Linked DNA regions of Triticum aestivum: region 2 is linked to region 1. A link is a contact called in public Hi-C data. All regions are on one chromosome and are shown on one strand. Each heading gives the region's core, a stretch centred on a gene start, on an enhancer-like site or on the middle of the called end of the contact. The rest is flanking DNA. Distances are from core to core; before and after follow the strand shown. Region 1 holds the start of LOC123159358 (NAC domain-containing protein 90). Region 2 holds the start of LOC123182177 (ferredoxin-6, chloroplastic).

Region 1 (4,825 bases), core at 1,093-3,592:
CGTCTTTCCCTATGAAATACCTGGGTCTGCCGTTGTCGATCAAAAGATTAAATAGAATCCACTTCCAACCCCTCGAGGATAAGATTGCGGCTCAACTTACGCCTTGGATGGGCAAACACGTCGCATCGCCTGGAAGGGTTGTGCTTGTCAAGTCGGTTGTAACGGCGATTGCTATATATTACTTGACGGTGCTAAACCTCCCTGTGGAGGTCATGAAAAAGATCGACTCCCTGCGGCGTGCATATCTCTGGGCTGGTTGTGACAAGATTTCTGGTGGAAAATGCAAAATCAACTGGGAGCAAGTGTGCAAATCTAAAATGCATGGCGGCCTAGGTATTCTCAACTTGGAAAAATTTGCTACTGCCCTTCGCATCCGGTGGTTGTGGGGAGCTTGGACGGATCCAAGTAAGCCTTGGGTAAACTTGGGGAACCCGTGTGATGACAAAGATAAAGACATATTTGCTGCTGCCACCAAGGTTCTGATTGGAGATGGGATAAGGGCTTCGTTTTGGGAGTCTGCTTGGCTGAATGGTATGAGACCCAAAGACATCGCGCCAAATATTTTTGTGATCTCTGCAAGAAAAAACTGCACTGTCCAGAAGGCCTTACATAATAACTCATGGGTCTCCAGAGTGGACATTGGTGGGAACCTTGATGTGAACCACATAGCCGAGTTCGTCAACCTTTGGAGTGAGCTATCACACATTCACCTCAACCCCGGCGTGGCTGATTCAATTTCCTGGAAGCTCACCAATGATGGCCAATATTCGGCGGCGACGGCATACCGTGCACAATTTCTTGGCCTTATCGACTCAGATATGCCTCTTTTGGTCTGGAAGAACTGGGCTCCTCCCAAATGCAATTTTTTTGCTTGGTTGGCCATCAACAATAGGATTTGGACGGCAGACCGGCTTCAGCGTAGGGGCCCAACTGTAACCTTTGCCCGCTATGCAAACAAACGCCAGAATCAGCAGCTCACCTTCTCTTCCAATGTCGTTACACGGTTAGAGTTTGGGGAATGATCAAAACATGGCTCGGTTTACATGATGTCCATCCTACGAATTGGGGAGGCATGGTTTCCGTCAAGGAGTGGTGGCGCAACATAACTTCCGGGAGGTCACAATCTCGAAGGGCACTTCTTTCCCTTATGCTTCTTATCTCTTGGGAAATTTGGAAAGAGCGAAATGCACGTGTGTTCCGCAGCACGGCAATTCCGGTCGGGGTGCTTGTGACTCGCGTCAAAGCAGAAATTTCGCTGTGGTGCCTTGCCGGGGCGAAATATTTGTGTAATATAATGCCGCGAGAGTGATGCTTGTAATCTGATCTTTTGGCCAAGACTCTTAAACCTTCTTCTTATTCAATGAAAATGGCAAGCCTTTTGCCTTGTTTCAAAAAAATAAATAAAAAGGAGAGGTACATCTGTCTATGAAGAAACTATGTTTTCCAATGAACAACTGCCCAAAGCTTTTGGCATGAAAATCACAATTTTAGGCTGCGAGAACATTGGCTTCAGAGAAATGGCAAGATCTTCAGAGCTTTACAATCCTGTATCCAAAACTGGAGATCAGCTCTAAAAAATGATCTCAAGCTTGTTCAATTCAAAATCAAGGAGAAGCATGCAGATTTTTGTATTCACAGTCAGGGGCGGAGCTAGAGAGAAGATGACCAGGTGTCCTAGCAATATGATCACTCATATTTGTCATCTAAAGATGAGGCGTCACACACTATATTTTGCATCAAACTTACAAAGAAAACATCCTGCACCTAGTGTCCTGTGCACCCGAGTAGCTCAACTTGGGTACGCCCTTGTTCACAGTGGATAGACAATAATCTCTATCTTATGGAGTTCATACATAGAGCAGGAAGTAGATAATTCTGTTTTACCCCTTTGGACCTTTTTTGTTCCTCTCTTTTCTCCTCACCCATGTAGCATATTCTTTACAATTATATGAAAAATATACCTTAGAACAATTGTTCCAAGGCTCGAAAAAAAATATCTACATCTACATTATTTTCATGTTACTCTTTCCGTGCCACGCCCACGCGTAGTCACGTCATTTGGAAGATGGTGACCGGTGTAGGCAGCCAGGCTAGTTAAATCCAAAACTGAATCAACACTCGTTAACTAAGACTCTTATATAAGTAAGTATAACTAAGAAAAGTGAAATATGAACACGGCTGAGACTGACCGAGTCCTTCCTCCCCACCGCACACCGCAAACTCCCCACTCTCTCTCGCTACGTTTTTCCACAGCAGCATGAGAAATTTCTCCCTCGCGCCGTCCTATATAACCCCACGCTCCACAGACGTAGACCACACACGCAGTTCCCATTCCATTCGAGCTCCACAATATCGACTGGACGTGTGCCATGGGCGAGCTGCCTGCCGGGTACCGCTTCTACCCTACGGAGGAGGAGCTGGTGCGCTTCTACCTCCGGCACATGCTCGACGGCCGCCGCCGCGGCGACATCGAGCGCGTCATCCCCGTCGCCGACGTCTGCTCCCTCGACCCCTGGCAGCTCCCAGGCACGAACCAAGATATACACATGTGTAATGCACTGCTATTAGCAGCGAACTGCTATCATTGCTAACTGAATGTGTATGTGCGTGCAGAGGTGCACCGGGGAGCGTGTGCAGGGCACGGGGAGCCGTGGTTCTACTTCTGCGCGCGGCAGGACCGGGAGGCACGGGGCGGGCGGCCCAGCCGCACGACGCCGTCAGGCTACTGGAAGGCGGCGGGCACGCCAGGGTTGGTCTACTCCGCCGATGGCCGCCCCGTCGGGACCAAGAAGACCATGGTGTTCTACCGCGGCCGCGCACCGGCCGGAGCCAAGACCAAGTGGAAGATGAACGAGTACAGGGCCTTCGACGACGACGGTGCTGATGCCGCCGCTCGGCTCCAGGTAATTAACAAATATAAACGCGTTTTAGTTAGATGATGATACTCAGTCCTAGTAGTATATTAGAATCACAAGTTAATCACAAGTTGCCATTCTTTTCGCCAATTCGCCATATGCCGGATGTTCTTTCATGCAGTGAAGAGCCATGATCGAATGCTGATTGCGAAAGCTGCCTGTGGCTAATTTGCTATACATACGTGCCCGTGGTCAACTGGTTATTTGAGACGTGAAGAGATATGCAAATCAGCTACTAGCAGTTACAGCATCTTTAAATGTTTATTTATGCATTTTTTGTGCTTGTTTGTAGGTGAGGAGCGAGTTCAGCTTGTGCCGGCTGTACACAAGGTCAGGCAGCTTGCGGCAGTTCGACCGCCGGCCGTGCACTGCCGCCGCCGGAGGATGCCGCTCTGAGGACCCGGCGTCGTCGTCCGCCGCGCTTGCGTCGCCCAATCAGGATGTTGAAGTGGGAAAGGGTCAGAAGAGGAAAAGGCATGCAGCCAACGACGTCCCGTCGTCCAGCGACGCCTACCGCTCCGTGCAGCAGCAGCAGAAGCAGGGAGGCGCCGATGAGGAGCTCGCCGACGGCATGACCGACTGGGCAGAGCTCTTTGACTGGGTCTAACACATGGATGATGAAGCTCTTAAACAAGATTTGATTCATTAAAGATTCATTTAGAAAAATAAACACAGATTTGCACTAAAGCTTTAGATGAGCTACTTAATTCTTTATTTCTTTAAAAAAAATGCCGTCACCATGATGCCATTTCTACGTACGTACTATCATTTCCCCTGTGGAATTTAACAATGCAGCGGGGCGTTTTGGCTCTCAGGTCCAGGTGAACCCGAAATCTGAGCCGCCCAGGCAAGCATCGAGATCTGTTCTGCAGGTCACTGTCAAAGGAATACATGAATTCAAAACGATGTATACGCTGCAGGCCACAGTGTACGTACTGACAGTTCCCGACGGGGGAGCGGACGGACGTTGGCTCTGTTAAGGGCTTACTCTGGACCTGTACCTGGTCACGTGGTACAGATATTTTGTTTGGACGCCCTCATGTCAGCCATCCCCATATGTCAGGTGAAAGTAATGAAGGATGACGGATAGAAATATTGATTCGGTTTCTGGTTCAAATAAATAAATTAAAAAGATGATAGAGTACGGGTCAAGAGATAAAAACTAAAGGAAAGCTTGTCACAGACGTAGTTCATGGTGATTTTTGCAACAACAAAAAAAACTTAGACAACCCCGCCGCCCGCGCGAGCCACCATTGGGGTCCAACGCCGCCGCCCGCCTGCACCGCCGCCATGGAGGCGACCAACGCCGGCCACCCGCGCAGCTCGATCACCGTCGCCCACCTACGTACCTTGCCTACCACCGCCCACGGGAGCGACCAGCGCATCCACCCTCGGGCCCAGCGCCACCGCCCACCTGCGCTGCTGCCATGAGGGCGACCACCGCTGCCCACCTGCGCCACATAGGCGACCACCGCTGCCACTCGCAGGACCAGCCACTTCGTCTGATTCGGCTGCCGGCGCCGCCGATTATTGTTGTACAGTCAAGATTGTCATTGTATGATCTGAAATATACAATCAATATATAGTGAACAGTCAAATATACAGTCAAGAGTGTTAAACAGTGACTGCATTTATGCTAATGAACTAGTGAACTCACAACAAAAAAAATACGGTTCTAAAAATTCCGAGATCTAATAAATCTACTTCTTGAGTTGGTTCTGGCTTGCAAGAGTACAATCCTACTGGACATATATAGCAGAGGTTAGTCAGAACCAAATTGTCATTGTGGTTTCAGTACACGAATTGAGTGATAGTGGGATCGAACAACCACAAGTGTCATTGTCATTGTGGTTTCAGCAAAAATAAAATATCTGCTGGCTTATCAAACCAGCAAAAAAAATACAGGTTTT
Region 2 (5,061 bases), core at 605-3,104, 160 kb before region 1:
CTCCAAAGTTCACGCGCTAGCGCTAGGTGAGCCCGGAGCTCGGTCACCGTTGTGGTTGGCGCACCGCCACCGGCTGACTGACCAGTCCGCTAGCCTAGGTTGCACCGCCATGGAGCCGCGCCACATGCTGCGTCCCGCCGCTGGCTTGCTCGTTCCTTGTCGGAAGAAAATTGCAGCGGAGGCAGGGCATCAGCAAGACTGGCGTGCACCACCATGCTGGGGACCAAACTGCATAAGATGCTGGTTGCCTGGTTGGGCCTCCTCTGCTCTGCGCCCACGCTCGCCGTCGTTCGGCCACGAGGCTTGGTGTGGCCGGCTGATAGAGTTTCTAGCTTTTAGGGGCTTTTCTGTAAAATTAATGCCACAGAGAGTATGTCCACGTCAACACTGGTCAACAAACTGCTTTGACTACGTCCATGTCAGCAAACCACCTGAGCAAATCACCCATAACTATTTCTGAACGGTATCGGATAGATCAGGGGGTCAAGGGAACAAAAAAAGAAAGATCAGGGGGTTATATGAACCAACCATTTTCTTCAGGGTAGTAAAATGGACTTTTTTCTTTATATAAACTAAAACAACTCGACCAATAGACATTAGCACCCAGGGTGTTTTTTAATAGAAGTGAGGCACCCTGTGAAGGCTGTGCCTCAAACATGGGTGGGCAAGCTCACAGACACGCGCTCTCACTCTATGTGAATCAAGACAATAGAAAAGATTGGACCAAAGCATCCATGATGATGACAACGTTCTTTTGTAGGCAACACACATTATTGCTCACAGACTGTTGATCGGTCAAGTTTATCAATTTAACGTTCTTTGGTAGGCAACGTATATTGTTGCCAGCTGTTAGTACTGTTCACATATCTTATATCTCAGATCATATATTTACATAACCTAACGGGCAGCAGTTAGTTCTTTACCTGCATCAAACCAAGCTAGTATTCTCCATAAGATGTATCTCTCTGTAAGCGTCCTCAGCTGATATGATTTCGTCCATGTTGCAGGCTTGCTGGTTTTGCATGTCAAGTGAGGTGAATGCTGCGACATGTATCTAATTTTGGTCCCTGTGCATGTAACAATCACCGTTATGTACGTATGTATCAGCCGCTGCGTTGCATCGCACCAATCAGTCTGTCTGATGGATGGTTCCCTATGAAGAAGGATCCATAGGCTTCTGATCGCGGCATGACACAGACAGAGGTTTGCCCACGTTTTTGCGCAGTTGATAACTGTGGTTGGCTCCTCGGTGGCATGACCCGGCACCAGAGGATGCTGTGATACTCCCGCTAATTGTCATTTTCTGGCTCCAAAACCACTGTACCATGCTGATGCCATTGTGCTAATCAACGATTGCCAGATCGGTGAGATGAACAGTTACTGCAGATTTTGATTGATTGTGGCAACCTCAATGTTAATATATTTCTCGCGAAATGAAAACTCCACTCGAACGGAGCTGATTCATTGCTATATTCTGAGTTGTAAACTGCCTGCCTCTACCTGGTGATTAAATAACATAAATCTGCTTTGCTCATGGTGCCCAATCTCTGTTGTGCTATGTTTTGCGTGATTTGACCCCTATCAAGCCTGATGTGCGGCTCTGACTGCGCTAGTCCGCTTTGAGTTTGTCTGCTTGATGCGCCTTTGATTCTCCTTTTTTAGTGGAACCGGCGCGTGGGTCCCCGGTGTCAGCAGGGGCTGCCCACCTACCCGCTTGCCCGATCCGGCCCCTGAGCCCTGCCAAGCGGCGCGCCCCACGCCGAGAGCGGCCGCCTGATCTAATCAGAGCCGTGAACTAAACTACTCCAGTGACGATCCCTCTCGAAATAAGAAGCAGAGGAAAAATTGGCCTAGGTCGCCCTGGCGCGATGCTTTGGCACTCCACACCGGCCAGCCGCGGCCTTTCGCCCAAGCCGCCAGCCGCGGGGAGGCGACCCACGGCCCACCCAGCGCGAGGACGGAAGAGGCGCGTGCCCGGCAGCCAGGGCCAGCGGGCAGACAGACAGAGCCGAGCACTGCAGCAGAGAGTCTGCCACCCCTCCCCCCTATTAATAAGGCGCCGTACGCGTGCTGGCCACCTCACCACCCCCCACAGCATCTCGCGATCCCAAAGTCCAACCAGCCTCCGCCGCCTCTCCTCGCCTCGCCTGCGAGATCAGCGCCGCCTTCTCCCCCGTCTGTTTCGTCGGAGGAGGTACGCACCCCGCCTGTCGATCCGCCACCCTCTTCGCTTCCGTGTTGATTGATCGATCGCACGCCGCGCCCCGCTCGCCGCTAGGCTGCCCCGTTGTTTGTTGCTGTAGATCGCCGCCTTGGTTGTGATGCGCCCCCGGCTCCAGTGTCATGTGCCGGCGACCGGCGAGTCCATGCGCTCGCCGGATCTGTGCCTGGTCGATAGGTTTTTGGCCCTTAGCACCGTACTACTGTCCATATCATGCTGAACTCTGGAAAGTGGGGACAGAACTGGCTTTTGTACAAGAAATCCACTTGCCAAGTTATTAGGGGCTTCTAATTTGAACCGGTTTAAATCGGGACAGTGATTTGGTGTTGGTGTTGTTCTACCAGACAACCACATACTCTGCTGTACCTGTGAATGTGCCATCCGGGAAATGGACCACTCTTAAGCTTTGCAGATAGGACTAATGTTGATCATATGCATGATTACAACCTAAAAGCTGTGCAGCTAGGAATTTTGGTGATCATAATAGCAGTATATGATTACAAGTTTACAAAGTTGTGATACTTAATTCTGCCGTTATACTTTATTTCGACCTAATTCTGTGTTTTCTTCAGTATCAGCAAGATGTCAACTGCCACTGCTCCAGGAGTGTCCTTTGCTAAATTCGGGTCTGGTTCCCGGGCTGTTGCTCCGGCGATCAGGAGCGCTTCCTTCATCGGTTACGCCAAGCAAACACCAAACTTGTCTGGCCTAAGGATGTCAAACAAGTTCAGGGTGTCTGCCGCGGCCGTGCACAAGGTGAAGCTCATAAGCCCAGACGGTGAAGAGCACGAGTTTGAGGCCCCTGAAGACACCTACATTCTCGAGGCAGCTGAAAATGCTGGAGTGGAGCTGCCATTCTCCTGCCGCGCCGGATCGTGCTCCACATGCGCGGGCAAGATGACTACCGGGGAGGTTGATCAGTCGGAGGGCTCCTTCCTCGATGAGAACCAGATGGGTGAGGGATACCTTCTGACCTGTATTTCATACCCCAAGGCGGATTGCGTCATTCAAACCCACCAAGAGGAGGAACTCTACTAGTTGTCTCACATGTGCTTGTGTGGCACAATTGTTGAAGTTCCATGGCGGATTCGTTGTTCAGTTGCCTTCTGTTATTATCTAGAGAGATGGCTAGGTGGGTGTATCTTCCTGGTGATCAGTCCGGTCTTTTGATGAGATCGTTCTATATGAGTTGTGACAATAATTGATGTAAAATGGTTTGTCAATCCAAACTGCATCTGTTTAGATTGCAGCAATTCGAACTACCATACACTGTTGGAGGTCTTGAAAACATGTTGTACTTATGGGTCACTTCCTTGAGGAATTATATTTGGCCGCTCCTCTGTTTGCATTATGTTTTGGTTACTTGAATGGATGTCAGGAGTTCAGAAGTCTGAACTTTTTAGTCTTTGCATTTTAGATAACTATAAATAGCTTGGTCCTAGCGCGGGAAACCGTGAGACGATACTCCATAAGAAGGCATCTTATGAATTTTGATATTGTGTTCCCTCGCTAAAATGGAAAATGATACGAGTAGCACTGTTTGTTAGCCTTTCCTCTGGCCTCTGCTCCATCTCATTGTTCTTTAGCTTGTCTTTGCCAATTCCAACTTTCCAAGTCACGTTGGTCAGTTCAGTTAACACAGTGATTCAGACTAAGGTGGCTCTGTTCATGCTCTATCTTTCAGTTAAATAAACTACTACTAACTGAAACGGTTCGATGGAGGTTCCTTCCAGTAATCCAGTCCACATAATTTATACTTTCGAGGCTAACGTGTCCTTTGTCACGCCGTTCTTCGTTCATGGGATCAACTCTTTTTTCTCTAGCAGGTTATTTTGTTGGCTGTTTCGTTTTGGTTTATCTACGCTGGCTTGAATTTTAATAATGTTTTGACGATGTTCTTTTCATTCGTATATCAAGTTGGGCTTCTGTTGGGGACGATATTTGTTCTGAGAGAAGAGTGGAGTTATTAGGTGCATGGTTGTGGAGTCCTCGCACGTTTCGGCCTCGATGTCAGTCGATGTTGATTATGTGAGCCCTTTGGGAGCTCTCATTTCACGTTGAAACAATGAATTGTTGTTATAGCGCTCACATGGGCTAGCACATGAAACTCTCGCTCCCAGCTCAACTGCCTCCCTGATTACTCGCTTAGCTTTTTTTTCGCTTGCTTCACTGCTAGCTCAGAAAAAACTGGCTATCGTATTTTTTACAAAGTGGATGTGTGCATTAATTGATGCCGAGGCCGGGGTTTCAACTTCTTTTTTGGAAAAAAAGGGAGAAAAAATGACGTGGATTATGTTCTTTTTCCTATGGGTCATGGATTATCTTATGCCAGGGACCGACGAAGCAGAAGGGGGGAGCAGATGACTGTTGCTGCTCCCATTTTTTTGTAAGCGCTAAATAAATGGAAAAGCGTCCGTTGGTGCAGAACCAACGAAGACCAACGGGCAGGGGCACGTAACCTGAAGCCGGAGAGAGCGAGCAACGAGAGCCGCACCTCAGGGTACTTGCTGCTATTTGTTTTTTCTTGAGAAGACATTTTTTTTTGACAGAGGTAGCTTTCTTTTTTTCGAGAAACCATGACAGAGATTCTTTTTAGGGGAACTTTGACAGAGATAGCTAAACACAACTCGCAAGGGTCTAAAACACCCCATGAAGCCCGATCAACAGATGCATCCCAAGCAGTCTGTTCTCACCGTCGGATGGCCAAGAATAGTCCAGTCAACCAGAAAATAACCCCCTAAAAAAAACCCAGAAAATAACAGTTTTCCCAATTGGGCTGGGAGAAAAAGGCCCAGTTAACCAGAGGGCTCAGATTTTTCTCCCGGAGTAGCGGCCCTATA

The links. Hi-C and Micro-C count contacts between places; a contact is called where the count stands out from the background.
Region 2: a Hi-C map of leaf shows a contact between it and region 1, with 3 times the contacts expected there. The contact joins the promoter of LOC123182177 here to the promoter of LOC123159358 in region 1. A contact is called at or near these places in 2 of 5 Hi-C or Micro-C datasets (both in leaf).

Annotation. Positions count from the first base shown.
Region 1 is chr1D:373,796,479-373,801,303 of IWGSC CS RefSeq v2.1, reverse strand. It overlaps LOC123159358 (NAC domain-containing protein 90), which reads left to right and starts at 2,342. Exons shown (of 3, transcript XM_044577188.1): 1 at 2,342-2,526; 2 at 2,614-2,903; 3 at 3,208-4,126. The coding sequence starts at 2,370. The coding sequence ends at 3,522.
Region 2 is chr1D:373,951,634-373,956,694 of IWGSC CS RefSeq v2.1, reverse strand. LOC123182177 (ferredoxin-6, chloroplastic) reads left to right here and starts at 1,854. Exons shown (of 2, transcript XM_044594654.1): 1 at 1,854-2,194; 2 at 2,794-3,572. The coding sequence starts at 1,869. The coding sequence ends at 3,259. It overlaps LOC123182176, which reads left to right. Exons shown (of 5, transcript XM_044594653.1): 5 at 1,008-1,470. The coding sequence ends at 1,033.